Linked DNA regions of Gossypium hirsutum: region 2 is linked to region 1. A link is a contact called in public Hi-C data. All regions are on one chromosome and are shown on one strand. The core of a region is the stretch at or near the end of the contact, and the rest is flanking DNA. Distances in the headings are between cores, read along the strand shown. Region 1 holds the start of LOC107925953 (polyamine oxidase 2). Region 2 has its middle 17 kb from the start of LOC107925978.

Region 1 (4,155 bases), core at 580-3,079:
AAAAAACAGCAAGTGTACCATGAAGCACCAAGGTCAACAGGAAAACCAAATGAGTAATCAGTATGAACTCGACCTCCAATTCTGTCCCTGGATTCTAACACCGTAACCTAAAAACACAACCAAATTCTGTCAAACGTAAAGAAACAATAAAAATTAAGTCCAAATGAGCAAAGCTTCCATCTTTAATGAGACACCAAATGCTTAACGTTTGATTTGGTCAAGTGAATTCGAATCTTGAAGAAGTGACGAACATGACTTATAGGATAACGGAAAGCTCATGGCCAAATATACCGTCATGCATATATAATATAATAAAAAGAGAAAAGCTTCATTGGATTTAGGCTCTGCTTTGTACGGAGGATGGAAAAAGTGAGAATGGGAAACTTCTCAATCTAATGATTAAACTACAAAGTAAGAAAGTGGCTATGAATCTTAATCATTTGATTAAGAAATTATCCATCCACTTTTCCATCCTTCATATCAAGCAAATAGAGAAGCCCCAAATTTAGAAGATTTAGTTACCTGAAATGAGGCTTCATGGAGAGCACGTGCAGCTGCAATTCCAGCCATTCCAGCCCCAATCACGATTACTGAAGGTGTTCTTACAGGCCTCCTCGCCCCATTTGGATAGCAAATACCTTCCAAATAGTTACCAAAAGTTTTCTTTTATTTAATTATTATTTTCAGCTTGTGCCAAATTTCAAACGAAACTTCTAATATCATGAAAATTAGCAGAAAATATAGTAAATGTTAAATAAAAAGAATGAGATCCTTATTTCATCAGCATCAACATGGCCCCAATACTTCATAATTTTTATGCATGTATATTTAGACATGATTTCCACTATCAGTTCAATATTTTTGTACATACATCCATTGATAACTTTTTCACTATATTCTCAAACCTTAAAATTTTTAAAGAACATTTCTTTAAATATTTTTTTCAATCTAACAAAAGCAAATCATACTGAAAAAAAAATTGTCCTTGTATACTTCAAAAAACATGACACAAAATCTTTGATACGTTTTAAATAAATAATGTTTTCTAAAAAAATTTGAATGTTTGAATTTTAAGCTTGCCTATTAAATAAAAAATTCCGTACATAACACATAATCACTAGTCAAACATAAATAATTTTAAGAATTAAAGAAAAAGAAAAGCTAATAATGTTAAACTAACTTAAACAACCAGTCACCTCATTTTTATCAATATAATCGCATGTTGTCAAATGAATCACGGTGTCAGATAAGCTGCATCTCCAATTAATTAAACAAAACTACCGACAAAAAAACAGATAGAGAAAGAGAAAGAAACAACGAACCTCCACGCAATTGGTGATTACTCTTGTCCGACGACTCCATGGATTAAGATCGGGATTAGGATTTAGATTTAAGATGTAAGGGAGGAATATGATTGGAATTAGAATTAAACAATAATAATAAAGGCTCAGTTGATTTTTTTTCAAATTTAAATAACGAAGGAGGTAATTGATGGGAGTAATGAAGAATAAAAATTAAAAGACACGTTATAAAATGGTTGGAACAATTCAACGAAGAGAAGCAAGTAAAACCCAGATTTCCCAACCAGCTCATGCGATTTCCTTTCTTTTTCCGATTCTATCCCTCCTCTTCGTCTTTAATCCCCGTTTTTCCAGAAAGAAACCGGCAATGATAATAAGATCTCAAGATCGAAACGAGAATTTTAAATCGCCGGAGTTTTGAGATTATGGGGGTATATTTGGAAGCCGGAGATTTCACAAAAGAGGGAGAGAGAAATGGAAATAAAATTAGAAAATTCTAGAGAGAGAAGGGGCGTTTTGGATGAATCCTTGTATATGGCTTGCCTTAATTTATAGAGTCGCTTTGCCATCGTGAAAAAAAAGAGCTCCAAGTGTTCCCACTCGCGTAGGTGAGAATGAACTGTACGCGCTTTCTTTTGAGACCACGTGGTTATATTTTAAAGGTGCTTTAAGATATTGAAATTAGTTGAACCATGACGAGAGGTATGTGTTAGTTAAACGTGTACATAAAGCGGTGAGGGTTGTGAGAATAAGGGTGTTTCAGTCATGTGATAAACGTCTCCAGCCTGCTGCGTTACTATTGTTAGGAAGGTAAAAGGAGGAAAAAAACAAAAAGTGAATGTATTCCTTGAGTTACAGGGGATGGTAAAACAGTGAAGTTTTGGAAGGATAGTTGGATTCTATGTATGGGTCCTTTGATTCAACATTTTGAGATTCCAATGATGTTGCAAGGCTCAGCTCACGTTTTTTATTATGTGGACTGGAAGGGTTTGGGGGATTGGAATCGTTTCGTGCCTTACTTGGATCATCAAACAACTGTAAAAATTGCTTCAGTGACTATAGATATGGACCTAAGTCTTTGGTGAGACACACTGAATGGCATATGCACTGTGGCAGCAGCACATCACAAGCTTGTTGGTGCAAATTGGGAAATAGAATGTGATTTGGAAGTTTCAAGGCCATTTGAGGGCTAACCGTCAAGGAGCATTTGCTGACAAATAGTAAGCAATTGAGGAAAGGCATCTCAACCTAAGATCTTTGCCCAATTTTCAGGTGTTATCCTGAGACCTCTCTTCATGCTCTAAGATATTACTTTTGTGCTAAAGAAGTTTGGGGTCAATTAGTTTCAAAAGATATGAAGAACATGTTTTATGCTGGGTATTTCTAATCTTGGCTGTAAGGAAACATTGGAAACTGAATGAGCATCTCGAGGAGGCAGGTGGACTGAAAAATCTATTTTGTTATGGCTTGCTTTAATATTTGAAAGCAAAGGAACTGGTTTTTTTTTCAGAGCAAGGAACTAAATCCAGGAGAAGTGGTGCTACGCACTTTGTGCATGGCTAAGGGATATATATTATTGGCTAATTATATATGTATAGATGAGGTGAAATTTATTAAATTCAATTCATCAAAGCTGTCAATTTTTAAATTTGAAAAATCATTCAACTTGCGATGACTTTTTGGATGAGATCTAGACATTTCTTGATTGAAATATCTCATAGCATTCAAAGAGCTATCTCTTAACTTCGAATCGCACTTTGAATCACTCGATTTTGAGTCTGGAGACTCAACTTATGACTATTTTAGAGAAGACCATACAAGCAGAATTTTTGGACGTGATTATTATGAGAAATTACGAGTTTCGACCTTTAATTCTGTTAATTCTTATTGGGTTCAATTTTAATGCTTAATTTTTATTATATATAAGGCCAATATTGTATGTAGGAATTTTATGTTTCTTAGCCAACAATAAAGTTTAGTTCCACCAGAATGTTTATTGTTTAGATTAACTAGAGTTTCATTCTATTTAGGAGTTGTTGTAACGGCTTGATTTTCTACATTATCGAAAAATTCAATTTTGAAGAATTTTTAAATAAATTATAATTGAGTAGTCACATGTTGAATATGGAAATAGTAGGATTGAATCATTAAGTGAAATTAAATTAGATAAATTACTAAGAATAGTAATAATGTAACACCCCAGTTCTGGCGTATAATCCTAAGGTAGTATGATTGGCAGAGTAAGCTTCGCCCAAGTGGATCTTTCGGCGCATAGAGCGGGTGTGTACAATTATATGGTTAAGATAATAAAGGTTCATTGTCAGGTGGCTATGGTAGTTGGAATAAGATCAATGGCCAAGTAAAATTGGTACTGAGAATATGAATTTGTGTTAGGAATAGTGCACCCGTTAATGGTGGTATTGTGCAGGTTAAGTTGAAAGGTAAATTGATTAGGAACCAACTAAATATGAACTAGAATAGTTAAAATTTAAGGGAACACTCAATTCATTCTCTCGAAAGTTGTAGATTTTTTATAAGACAATTTAGTAATGATGTGACATTTATCAAGTTCCAATAAGAACTTAGATTATAACAATAGATATTCAAGTTTTGGAAAGGGGGAGTTTTCTTCTTATTTCTTCTAAGACAAGGTTATCTAAGGCTTGAGGAACCGAAGGCACTTCTCTAAACTGAAATTGAGATCCTGAATTTTATGAATGGTAGCTCCATGTCAAGGTAAGTTTTATGACTCTGTATGTTGTGCTATGAAAGAGTAGGTCTATAAGAGGGTATGAACAGTAAGATGAAGAATTAAGGTTTAGTATAAGGGTTATATGGGTTTGTGTTGATGGTA
Region 2 (4,155 bases), core at 653-3,152, 170 kb after region 1:
ATGTTTTTATATAAAATATTTTTTTCACACGTAGTGACACTACATAATCTAATATAATTAAAATTAGATTATGCCATATTTACAATCGAGTCAAAAAGAAATTTTTATATTAAAAGGTATATTTATAAAAGATTTATTCAATAGTAGAATTGTAGGAGATAATTGTGAATAAATTTTATTACTATTTAGTTTCACCTTTAAACATTTTTTTAAGTTGGTGTTTTCTGTCGATTTATTTAAACATTTTATATAAAAATAGTGAGAAAATAAAAATACTATTATAATAATTTTTTAATGGGGCAATACAATTCAATGGCATGTTTTTTTTATTTCCTAAGGATCTTTGTTTAGAGTTGGAATCAATTATATGTCGTTTCTGGTGGCAAAAGAGTTCGACTAGACGGGGGATCCACTGGTGTAAATGGAGTGATTTGTGTACTCCAAAGAATCTTGGTGGATTGGGATTTCGTGATTTATGTAAATTCAATGTAGCCTTATTGGCTAAGCAGGGCTGGCGATTGCTCACCAACCTCGCATCTTTCCTTGCACGTATTTACAGTGCTAAGTACTTCCCAAACACGTCATTTTGGAATGCAAGGTTTGGTGCTTACCCATCTTTTATCTGAAAGAGCATTTTCGCAGCCAGGAAGTTATTGGCTGACGAAATGGGGTGGAGAGTAAGTTCGGGTCGTCTAATTAACACCTAGGAGGATAACTGGCCGTCGAAAGGGACCCCTGCTATTAACAGATTTAATATAGGCGATGAGAATTTATTTTTGGTGGCTGATTTAATAGAAGCAAATAACAGAATATGGAAGACTGAGCTTATTACCAGATTGTTTCCCCATGAGATTGCCACGACCATCTGTTGTATTCCACTGTCTGAATATGTTGACGATGATGTGCCAGTTTGGAAAGGAGAACATACATGACTTTACACAGTCAGGAGTGGCTATCAAATGTTAACCTATGCCCCTGATTCTACAGACTCTACCCAAGGTAATGTTGACTTTTACAAAAAAATTTGGTCTCCCAAAATCACTCCCAAAAATAAGATAGCAAATTGGAGAATATTACACAACTTTATTCCTACGGCATCCATACTTTACAATAGAAGACTTGCTATTTCCCATATGTGTCCCCGCTATAATATTGAAGCTGAGACTCCACTACATATAAGCATGCTGTGTGGCCCTGCACAGGAAGTTTGGAGATAGGTTAATATAGAATGGAGTCTATCTGGTAACCATGAGGACTACTGGAGCTAGTTTACTCACCTAATGAGATCGCTTGATACCCAAGCCTGTTTTACGATCGCCATTACAATTTGGGCTTTGTGGTATGCTCATAATAGACATGTCATGGAAGCGAAACAGCAACATGCACTAGAAATTAGTGCCAAAATTATCAGCCTTGTTCGTGAATTGAAGGAGTTAAGAGCGAAATTACCTGAGGCAAGGATAACGATGAAGCAAAGCTGGACCCCCCCGACGGATCTGATGCTCAAGCTTAACTTTGATACTACTTTTCATGCCCAAAGCCAACAATCTTCTTCTGGTTTTGTTGTTAGGAACGCCCAAGGCCAGGTTTTGGGAAGTGGTATGGTATGGAACAATTTTGTCTCTGATCCTTTCATAGGTGAAATGCTTGCTTGCCTTGATGGTCTGCGATTTGCCACTGATATGGGTTTCCAGAATTTAGTGGTTGAAGGGGACTCAAGATCTATTATTGTGCGTATTACTGAGATGGTAGGGATAGATCTGCAATCGGGGTTTATGTTGAAGAAATTAAGCAAAAAGCTAAAATGTTTGATAAAATAATTTTCAGATCTGTTGATAGGAACACGAATCAGGTGGCCCATATTCTAGTTAAAGCAAGGTCTACTTTCAATGAAGACGGATTTTGGGTAGAGGATGTACCTGATATGGATGTGTTGGCTGTGAAGGCTGACTACCCGATCCCAGTTGCACCGGATTAAGGTTGTAACAGCTTAATTTTAATGGTGTCGAAAACAGTGGTTCGAGACCACTAAATCTGACGAGTGAGTTTGAAAATTTTATTATTTATTATTTATGAGTTAAATGTGATTTTAAGAAAATTTTTGAATTAATAATTTATGTTTTAGAAGGAATTATTAGGTTAAGTGATTTTGAAAACGAGTATCGAGACTACGATTTCATAAATCGAGCCGTAAATATTTTTATAAATATCTACGAAGTGTCATTGAGTTAATATTAAAGTTTCGTTAGAAAATTTTAACGTTTTGATAGTTAATTTAGTAAACAGGACTAAATTGAAAAATGTGCAAAATTAGCTAATTAAAAAAATAGTGATTAAATAGCTTAAGTGGTGAATAAGGGAGGACCAAAAAGGCAATTAGACACTTACTAAAAGGCTGAAACGGCATGTGTAGGAAAAAAATCTTGAAATTGGATGATTTTGGTGAAAAATGATTATTTGGGAAATTAAAGTAACAAAAAAAATGACTAAATTGAAATCTAGACATTTTTTCATTAATCTTCGGCCAAAAACACCATAGAAGAGTCTTCAAAAGCTGGTTTTTCATATTTTTACTCCATGGAAGTTCAATTCTTGTTGATTCCTTATAATTTTTATATTTTTAAGACTTTTACAATTTAGTCCTGTAACATCCCGAATTAGGGCCTAGTCAGAATAGTGGTTTTGGGACCACAAATTCGACGTTAAAATAATTATTTTATGATCATTTTGAGGTCTAGGATATGGGAATAAGCATGTGTTAAAGTTTCCTGAAGAAATTCTATGTGCAAGGTGTCCAATTGGAAATTAGCGACCAATTTGAATAGATTGCAAAACTTGGGTTCTAGAAGCAATTTGTATGAAATTGCTTTGGAATATTAATTAGAGGTCCTTAAAGAGTAATTTACCGAATTTCTAGGTTTTTGGACAAAAATGGGCATGTATGGAAAATTTTGAAAGTTTAGTAAGGAAGGGCATTTTGGTCATTTGGTTAATTAAAGAATAAAAAGGGAAAAATAAGCAAAAATCATGTCATTCATCTTCTTCATGCTGCTGAAATTTGCATGCTCTCCATAGCTAGAATTTTCCAACATTTCAAGCTTGATAGTAAGTTAATCTTATCCCCGTTTTTAATGCTCTTAGTATTTTTGAGATCCTCGTAACATGCTCTTTCTATTTCTACCCATATCTCATGCTAGGGTTCATGTTTAGAAAATTACCCATGCATGAGATGTTTGTGTTTTGATGATTTATGAAGGAATATGAGAGTTTAAAGGATAGTAAACAACTTTTCATAAGTGGTTTTTCATGGAAATAGCTTAAAGGACTAAATTGTAAAAATTGTGAAAGTGGGTAGAAAAATATGGAATGAAGGAAAAACATGGGCTGCTATAAGTGTGAATAACATTCGGCTAGGCTTGGGTAGCCAAGGAATTACATGCATTTTATTGTACGAGACTTAGGATTAAATTGTAAATATCATGAAAGGTTAGGAGGCAAAATGACCATTTTGCCCTAGGTGAGTTTTAGGCCTAAAACGAATAATGTAATGTATTAATAATCTAATTTTATTGATATAGACCCCAAGAAACCAATTCCAGAAGTCGACTGTGGAAAACGAAAAGTTTCGGAATAACCGAGACACAAATCCAAAACGACTACCAGGTAAGTTCGTATTGTGACAGCCCAAAATTGACCCTAGTCGGGAAGTGGTTTCGGGACCGCTAAACCGAGTCACCGAAAGGTTCGAATGTGATGTTTATTGTCTAGAATATGTAATCATGAATGTGTGAAAATTTCAAGCTTCGATTTAGTCGTTTGCATGTGAATTTAGTCAATAGGACTTATATGAGAAAATTTTAAAATGTGATAGGTCAATGCATGAGGACCTATTAGTGCATGTGGAAGAAAAAGGGGACTTGCATGTCAAATTCCCCCTCCCTAATATGTAGTGGCCGGCCATGCTATAGGTGGAAACATGTCACCAACATGTTGTGTTAGTGATGTATGGTAAGGAAAATAAAATAATAAGCATGATAATTAAATAATGAAAGGAAGGGTGATGAAAAAAAAAGAAAAAAAAAATAATGGTCTCATGCATACACCCCATTGCCGTGAGCTAAAGGAAGGAAAAGAAAGGTTTTGTTCATCCTTTTT

The links. A called contact is a pair of places that touch in the nucleus more often than the background predicts.
Region 2: a contact with region 1 is called in a Hi-C map of leaf, with 2.5 times the contacts expected there. The contact joins the enhancer-like site here to the promoter of LOC107925953 in region 1. A contact is called at or near these places in 4 of 34 Hi-C or Micro-C datasets (callus, hypocotyl and leaf).

The regions. Positions count from the first base shown.
Region 1 is chrA12:68,806,080-68,810,234 of Gossypium_hirsutum_v2.1, forward strand. It overlaps LOC107925953 (polyamine oxidase 2), which reads right to left and starts at 1,830. Exons shown (of 10, transcript XM_016856723.2): 1 at 1,323-1,830; 2 at 523-638; 3 at 19-107. The coding sequence starts at 1,362.
Region 2 is chrA12:68,971,554-68,975,708 of Gossypium_hirsutum_v2.1, forward strand. No RefSeq gene overlaps it. Among protein-coding and RNA genes, the nearest start is that of LOC107925978, 17 kb to the right of the region's middle. Within about 2 kb of position 1,903, at least 8 of the 9 cell types and tissues checked have an H3K27ac peak or open chromatin away from gene starts, as enhancers often do. A contact at or near this core is called in leaf, where this site is marked.